Regions from separate parts of the Sus scrofa genome. Here region 2 is linked to region 1. Evidence: chromatin contacts called from public Hi-C data. All regions are on one chromosome and are shown on one strand. Each heading gives the region's core, a stretch centred on a gene start, on an enhancer-like site or on the middle of the called end of the contact. The rest is flanking DNA. Distances are from core to core; before and after follow the strand shown. Region 1 overlaps LOC106504762 (a long non-coding RNA gene). Region 2 holds the start of CDC16 (cell division cycle 16).

Region 1 (3,955 bases), core at 171-2,670:
AGAGACAGTCTCCCGGCTTATAAGGTTCAGGCTTCCATTTCTCTCTTAGATTCACTACTGATGCTGCAAAGAGAGTCTCGCAGACATCATGTTCAAGGGGAAAGAATGCAGCTTGATCCCAGCCATGCGAAGGCTCCAGACGGCCAAGGATTCCTTTTTGGCTTGACAGTCTGTCCTGTGAATCCACTTTGCTGATGGGGGACCCCGGCCTGGCAGGAGCAGTGCCCCCCTCCCAACTGTGCTGCTCCCACCTGGGCAGGGCCCTCAGGCAGACCCACCTCCCTGGCGGGGCACAGCCTGGGGCACAGGGGGCCTCAGGCAGGGGTGGGTAGAACTTCCCCCAGGGACACAGTCCCCCTCCCCGGGCTCTGTTCCCGGGCTGCAGTGGGGGGTGGGGAAGGGGAGTGGAGGCTGCTGGCCTGGGGCGGGACCGCCTCCTTGCTTGGCTGAGCCCCAGCGTCTGGTTGGCGATTGGGTCTTTCCAGCCGGGCTAGTCAGGCCAGGATTGAGCACCTTCTGACTTTGGCCCTGACTGCTCCCTAAGCAAGCACAGCCTCTCCTTGGCATGCAGCCGTTCCCTGTCCTGGCCAGAGCAGTGGGGCACGGTGACCTGGGGAGTGTGGCATTCAGCGTTAGCATCCGTGGTCGCAGAGCACAGTGGACCAAGGCCAAGAGCCCTCATGGGAAGCTGGCACTAAGCTCCTGCGGGGAGGGGTGTCCGGCACATGGTGATAGGAGCCCAAAGCACTTCCTGTGTCATGACCTCGTGGGGCAGCCTCTGGTATCTGCTCACAGGTGAGACCGAGGCTGGGAGGCCCAGGAGCAGGCGTCTCGGAGGCTGTCGGCCCGGCGCTTGGAGGGGCTGGGCCCCCTGCTGCTCCTCCTTCTCAGGTCTCTGCTCCCGGCCGTCGCCCCCAGCTCTGGCCTTCGTTTCCTTCATCAGCCCTGCTCGCCCCTTTCCTCGTGCACAGCTGGAAACCCGCGGGCCCTGCACCTGCACCTGCACCTGCGCCAGTGTTCCACCCTGCTTGGTGCCCCATCAAGCCCTGGAAGCCCCCCCACCACCCAGTCGGGTGCACTGCAGCGCAGGCCCTGAGGTCTGGCAGGGACCCGCCCCACGCATCCTCTGCCCGGGGACACGCGACCCACAGGCAGCGCTTAGCAGGATAAACAAACGGCCCATTTCCCTGTAACTGCCTGAGCCACATCTGGAGCTAAGGTTTCGCAACATCTGTTCCAAGAACCTCCAGAGTTTTGTGGGTACACGTTCCTCCACGGGGACCAGGCTGCGTGAACAGCCCCCGAGACTCCCCGGGCGGCTGGCGAGCTTGGACGTCGAAGGCTCTGAGCCCTCGGGCTGCTGGCTGGTGTCAGTATGTGACGCCACGCTGGCCTCAGGAGCTGGAAACTCTGGCAAATACACACATGACCAAACCTACTTAGTCATCACGGTAATTACTGTAGGTCTCACTGGAGCAGCAGCGGCTGCCTGGCGCGTGTGCTCCCTGAAGGCAGGAGGGCCACCTGTGGGTGCGGGACAGCACCCAGGGGTGGGGGTGGGGGAGGGAATGGGGCAGAAGGCCCAGCACCAGTCCCTGGCATTGAAAGTCCCAGACTGGGGGCGAAGGAGGGCAAGCGGGGACTGCTGATCCGAGGAAGCACCGCCGTGCAGGTTGCAGGGTCCTGCCCCCAGACTCAGGGTCAGCTCCGGGCTAAGGGTCAGTGCTGCCCCGCCTCGGCCCAGACAGCAGGCCACCCACACTGGCCCCAGTCACGGAACCGACGGCCTCCCTGTCGAGTGAGGTGCAGGAGGTATGTTGACCCCACAGGAGATGGGGTGGCTCTTTGTCGGCAGGATGGTAAGTGTGACACTCGGGCCAAGCTCTGACCTTGCCTCAGGGGTCAAAGGCCCAGGGACGATCCCCAGGAGATGGCCAGGTGTCAGAAGAGTTGCGGGGGCAGATTCAAATTGTAGCATCTTCAACAACCTCGGCCTCGAGGGCCAATCTGGTCCCTGCCGGCTCTGATGGGCCATGAAGCCGGAGGAGGGGCAGGAAGGGGAGGCAGGTGTCGGTGGTTTGGTCTGTGCACTGAAATAACCGCGATAAGCTGATAAGCTGCCATCACCGTGTAGAGACAGACTCGCTCATAAACCTAAGGCTTTCTTTTTACTTTTATTTATTGAGGTAAACTTTGCATAACAAACAACCATTTAAAGTGTACGTGCACTTACATGTCTCTAGTTTAAAATGTTTTCAAAACACTCACCCTGGAAAAACGCCCCAAACCTTTACTAATCCCTCCCTGCACCCCAACCCCAGATGACCACCGACCAGCACTCTGTCCCAGAGGACTGGCCTGCCCCGGGCATTTCATGTAGAAGGTCACTACGATGTGTGACCTTCTGTGTCCAGCTTCTTTCACTGAGCATGAGGTCTTCAGGGGTCATACGGTTTGTAGCACAGGTCTCCTACTCCATTCCTTGTGGCTGAACACGCTCTCCTTGCGGGGTCATACCGTACTTTGTCTATCCGCTCACCTGCGGGACGTTGGCGTCGTTTCTAGGTTTGACTGCTGTGAACATTCGTGTGCAAGTTTCCGTGTGGACTTACGCTTCGTTTCCCTTGGATGTACACCTAGGAGCTGAAGTGCTGGGTCACAAGATCATTGTACATGTAATTTTTTTAGGAGCCACCAAACTGTTTCCCACAGCAGCTGCATCACTTAACTTTTCTACCAGCAATGTGTGAGGAGTCCTAGTTCTCTACATTTTCACCTTGTTTTGCTCTAAAAAAAGTCACAACCATCCTTGTGGATATATGGTAGTATCCCACAGCGTTTTTGTTGGTGTTTTGGTTTTGCTTTTTGCTTTTTAGGGCTGCACCTGTGGCATATGCACGTTCCCAGGTGAGAGGTCCAGCAGAACTGCGGCTGCTGGCCTGCAGCCCAGCCACATCACTGCGGACTCCGAGCCACATCTGCGACCTGCACCGCAGCTTATGGAGACACTGGATCCTTATCCCACTGAGCGAGGCCAGGGATCAAACCCACATCCTCATGGACACTAGTTGGGTTCGTAACCTGCTGAGCCACAGTGGGAACTCCCTCATTATGGTTTTGATAAGCATTCCCTTAATAACTCATGATATTGAACATCTTTTCATGTGCTTGTTGGCCATTTTTATATCTTCTTTGGAGAAAATCTTGATTCAAATTCTCTTCCCATTTAAAACACTGAGGTGTTTGTGTTGTGGAGTTGTAAGTTTTGTTAAGTTTGGAGATTAAACCCTCATTCGAGATGTGATTTGCAAATAGTTTACACTATGCTGTAGGTTGTCTTTTCACTTTCTTGATAATGTCTTTTGATGCATGAGTATTTTATTTTATTTTATTGTCTTTTTTTTTTTTTTTTTGCCTTTTCTGGGGCCGCTCCTGCGGCATATGGAGGTTCTCAGGCTAGGGGTCTAATCGGAGCTGTAGCCACCAGCCTACGCCAGGGCCACAGCTACGCGGGATCCAAGCTGTGTCTGTGACCTACACCACAGCTCACGGCAACGCCGGATCCTTAACCCACTGAGCGAGGCCAGGGATCGAACCCACCACGTCATGGTTCCTAGTCAGATTCGTTAACCACTGAGCAACGACGGGAACTCCGAGTTTTTTATTTTTATGAAGACCATTTTTTTCTTCTGATATCTGTGCTTTTGGTGTGAAATCCAAGAACCCACTGACAAATCCAAGGTCATGACATTTTACTCCTGTTTCCTTCTAATATTTTTATAAGTTTTCACTCTTATATTTAGGTCATCAATCCATCCTAGTTAATTTTTTTACAGTGAGTGAGGTGGGGTCAGAAATTCATTCTTTTTTTTTTAAACGGCCATGGCATATGAAGGATATCAAACTGGCACCACCACAGAGACAACGCCAGATCCTTAACCCACTGCACCACTGT
Region 2 (3,989 bases), core at 1,325-3,824, 150 kb before region 1:
ATGTTCTTTAGCAGCAAACTGTATACAAAACAGAAATACCAAAAAAAAAAAAAAAAAAAACAGAAATACCGTTCACTGTGTGACTTCTGACACTAGATACACACATAAACACTGAAGATTTTTAAAGGGTTTTCATTGTTTAAACTTACAATGTCTAAAGTGGAATTTTCTTCATGCACGTCAGTTTTTAGTGAATGGAGAATCAATTTCTCACATACATGACAGTTGCACAACAGTCACATCATTACAACTTTACCAAAAAAGCTGAGAGCATATACTTACATGGCATCTAGCTGCAAGGTAGCGACACGCTTCATACAACTAGGAAAGAAATAATCTGTTAAAACAGCGAGCAAGAGAACATGCATCTTTACTCAAAAAGAAAACTATAAGCACAAAGTGAAGAAAGCTATTTTCATAATTTCTCCTTTTACCTTTGCAAAGAAAAAAATTTAGTTTTTTTTAACCCATATTTGTCATGAGCCTACTGCTTAATAGGCACCAAGGATTCAAAAAGGAATCAGAATCTGCCCTCAAGGAGGTTGTAGCAGGGAAGACATAAACACAGCATATAGTTTCCTTCATAAACTATGAAAATATGAGTCAGTTGAGTAAGAGAACATCTGTAAGAGAGAGGGTAACCGAGGAACTGGTCAGCATTCCAGGACTGAGTCTGAGTCACCATCACACATCAAAGGAACTGCCAGGGGTCCGCAGAGTAGATACACACCACATGTACCAATGGTGCTGACAGGACAAAGAGAAATGTTCTCTTTACATTTATTAAACGTAAATAAGTTTTCTCTTTACATTTAATAAATGTAAATAAATGTAGTAATAAAAATATTACTATAAAATCTTTGATATCAATAATTCAAGAAAAACTGAATCCTTGGAAATACTTTGACATAAAAAGAACACATAACTAAACATGATGCTAATGACACTTTGAAAAGCTTTAAACAGCTTTAAGATTCATACAACCACTTACTTTGTCCAGTTTCCGTGACCGAAGTGCATGAGCTGCTCTATGATACTGCGCTGTCAGGTAAAGACACTGAGCCAACCAGTAAATGTCCTGGGGTTCCTCTGGAGGGAAAAACCACATACATGGTCAGAGGTGCAAAGTAAAGCAAGAAGACTTTTAATGATAGAGAAATGAGGGGGAAAAAAAATTTTGAATTTGTCACTCACCATGAGAAAGTGAAGCTACTTTATCTGCCCAAAATAGAGCACTCTGATACTGTTGCTGTATCCAAAAAAAGGTGGAAACTGCTGTTATTTCAATAGTTTTACACAGATATCTAAATGCTACAAGATAAATCAACAAGTCAATACAATAATTTTTTTACATGTAGTAGGGGGTCTCTCATACTGTATCTCTATCTTATATCTAAGCTAGGTTAGTTTTAGTTCAATGATACAATAAAAATATTACTATAAAATCTTTGATATCAATAATTCAAGGAGGTACTTTAAAAAAAAAAAAAACTCAACACACTGCAAAAACGTACCTAAAACAGGATAAACTCAGGAGGTATCTAAAAAGCAGATAATTTCAATGACCCTTTTGTAATATCTAGCCATTAGCAATGGTTCTCGGTCTTTGCTTCAGTCCTCCTGGATGCAAACCAGGACCTCTGCTGACAGTCAATCTAGGAGGAGAAATGCTTATGGGCCGTTAAGTGCCAGGAGGGTGGAACCAGGCTGGTCTCACTCCTCATTATATCCCCAGAGCAAGAGAAAAGGTGCTCAGGAAACATTTATTCACCTCAGCTGACTTACAGTTAACCAAAATGCAGCCCTTCAGCATGCTTCGAACATTTGACAGCAACATCTCACATCCAGTTCGGAACAGTTCACACAATACGCTTTTCCCTCACCTACTTGGTTTCCAACTTTTTCGGAGAACATGATTTACACAACTAAATGACAACATGTATTAAGCTGATGCTGCTGATTCTGGAAACACTTCTGTCCCTTAAACACTGTTTGCTGTCCATTCGAGGGCAGTGCAGGGAATGAACGTGCCGTTTATACTGAACTTTTTCTTTTTAAAGTACTGATTCTGAGACTACAGATTCGTTTTTCTCTCTATTCACTTAAATTCGGCCAAGTAAGAATTACAACTGAACTTTTCAAATATTTTCTATGAGCTAGCTAAATTCAAAGTCCACCTCGAAACTTTCCTCTTAAAAGTATCCTTCAGCTTCCACTTGGCACGAAGTTTGTACTGAGCACCGACGCGCCCCGGGTGGGCAGGCTGCGGAGCGGGGCTTGAACATGTGCAAGACTCGCCGGACGCATAGGCGGCTTCCTGCTCAGTATTCCTCTGCCTCCAGCCTGCAAAGGGCTGAGGGCCGGAGCCCTCCCTTCCGGAGCTTTACTCTGAACCAAAGCCCAGGCCCTCAGGGCTGCGCGCCACCAAGACGCCGATAGCAGCCTCCTCTGCGTACAAGGGGCTGCCTCACGAGCCCCGGGCCGCCCACCTGGTCCAGGTACTGCCGGACGCGCTTCCGCAGCCGCTCCAGGTTCATGGCTGCACGGCCAGGGTCCGGCGCGCGCCCTCCTTCCGGCTGCCGGCCGGACGTACCCCGCGCTCGGATCCTCACACCCTGTCCAACCCAGCCGGACTGCGCGCGCCGCCGGGAAACTTCCGCTCCCGACCCAGCCCCGCCCCGGAAGTCCGCCGCAAACGCATCCCCCTCTGGCGCCGGAAACGGGCGTCGCGCCGTAGGTTCCGTGGCGTTCTCTTAGCCCTTGCGTTGCCTGGGTTCCTGGGGGCTGCAGTCGCCTTTACTCTGAGACTCATTTCGCGGCGGAGGCGCAGCCAATGACGTGTCAGTGCGCCCATTTCTGATTAACTCTTTCGGAGTCGGGCGCTTGGCCGCCACGCCCCCAGGTTCAGTGCATCTAAATGTGACTCGTGCTTCTCTCGTAAAAATGGCAATAAAAGCCTCAGAGGCTGGTTGTGCGGTGAAGTGAGCGCCCACGCGGAGTCCCGGCACGTGGTGTAGAAGCTCTCTGACCGTACAGCCAAGGGCTAGTGTCCTTTCAGATTGTCCTTTGGCAAAATGCAGCCTCCTGGAGCGGTAGCTGATCAAAAACAAGAACCGAAAAGATGTGGATCTGTTAAAACCTGGGTCCATACAATGGAATATTATTCAGCAACAATGAATGAAATGTCACGTTTGAACCTTATGCTTAGTGAAGGAGCCAATCACGAGAGACCTCGTATTCTGTGTCGTTCCAGGAACACCAATTCTATCACTGACCAAAGTTTGCTCAGGCTTCCCTAAATCATTTCAAGGAGGCTTGTTTTTTGGACTTCCATGTTCCTTTCTGCGTTGTTCAGTTTTTGCAAGCATTCTGATGTCAGTTCAGCCAAAATCCCCCACCCTGTAGGTTCCTCATCCTGACAACCTCCCGGGTGATGTCTGATCACCCAGCCTGCCTTCAGGAAGAATCCCCCGACCCCAGGTTTCCTCTTAGTAATTTTCCACTCAAAGACCAGCACCCTGCTCCCTGGATGGGCATTCCCACCTGCCTGTGCTGCATTCTGAGTTGAGCCCAATCTCTCCCTTGTTGTGGGATGATAAGGGTCTGGCAATTCTTATCTTTTGAGTTTTATCTCCTTGGAGAAGCCTTGAAGTCTCACATCCGTCACTGCAAATTTCCATCACAGTGGTCCCTGTACCTGTGTTGATAGCTCCCCACCTCTGAATAAATCTTCCTTATAGTGCTTTTACAAATGTTATTTGAATATTTTTCTCTTTAACACTATTTATATGAAATATCCAGAATAGGCAAATTAATAGAGATAGTTGAATAGTAATTGTCAGAGGCTGGAGTGAGGAATGGGGTTGGGCTGATGGGAAGTGACTACTAAAAGGTAGAAGATTTCTTTTAGGGTGATGACAGTGATCAAAACCAGATTGCATTGGGAGTTCCCATGTGGTGCAGTGGGTTAAGGACCTGGCAATGCCACA

What was found. A called contact is a pair of places that touch in the nucleus more often than the background predicts.
Region 2: a contact with region 1 is called in a Hi-C map of blood, with 2.1 times the contacts expected there. The contact joins the promoter of CDC16 here to the enhancer-like site in region 1. A contact is called at or near these places in 5 of 5 promoter capture datasets (fetal liver, fetal skeletal muscle, liver and 1 more), 12 of 47 Hi-C or Micro-C datasets (alveolar macrophages, blood, embryonic fibroblasts and 8 more) and 2 of 2 datasets of contacts at active chromatin or transcription factors (alveolar macrophages and skeletal muscle).

What each region holds. Positions count from the first base shown.
Region 1 is chr11:78,929,441-78,933,395 of Sscrofa11.1, reverse strand. The region is part of intron 2 of LOC106504762 (a long non-coding RNA gene); the gene reads left to right. Among named protein-coding and RNA genes, the nearest start is that of GAS6, 51 kb to the right of the region's middle. Within about 2 kb of position 1,420, at least 18 of the 83 cell types and tissues checked have an H3K27ac peak or open chromatin away from gene starts, as enhancers often do. A contact at or near this core is called in subcutaneous adipose tissue, where this site is marked.
Region 2 is chr11:79,082,828-79,086,816 of Sscrofa11.1, reverse strand. It overlaps CDC16 (cell division cycle 16), which reads right to left and starts at 2,574. Exons shown (of 18, transcript NM_001278771.1): 1 at 2,490-2,574; 2 at 1,195-1,249; 3 at 992-1,089; 4 at 283-321; 5 at 1-18. The coding sequence starts at 2,537.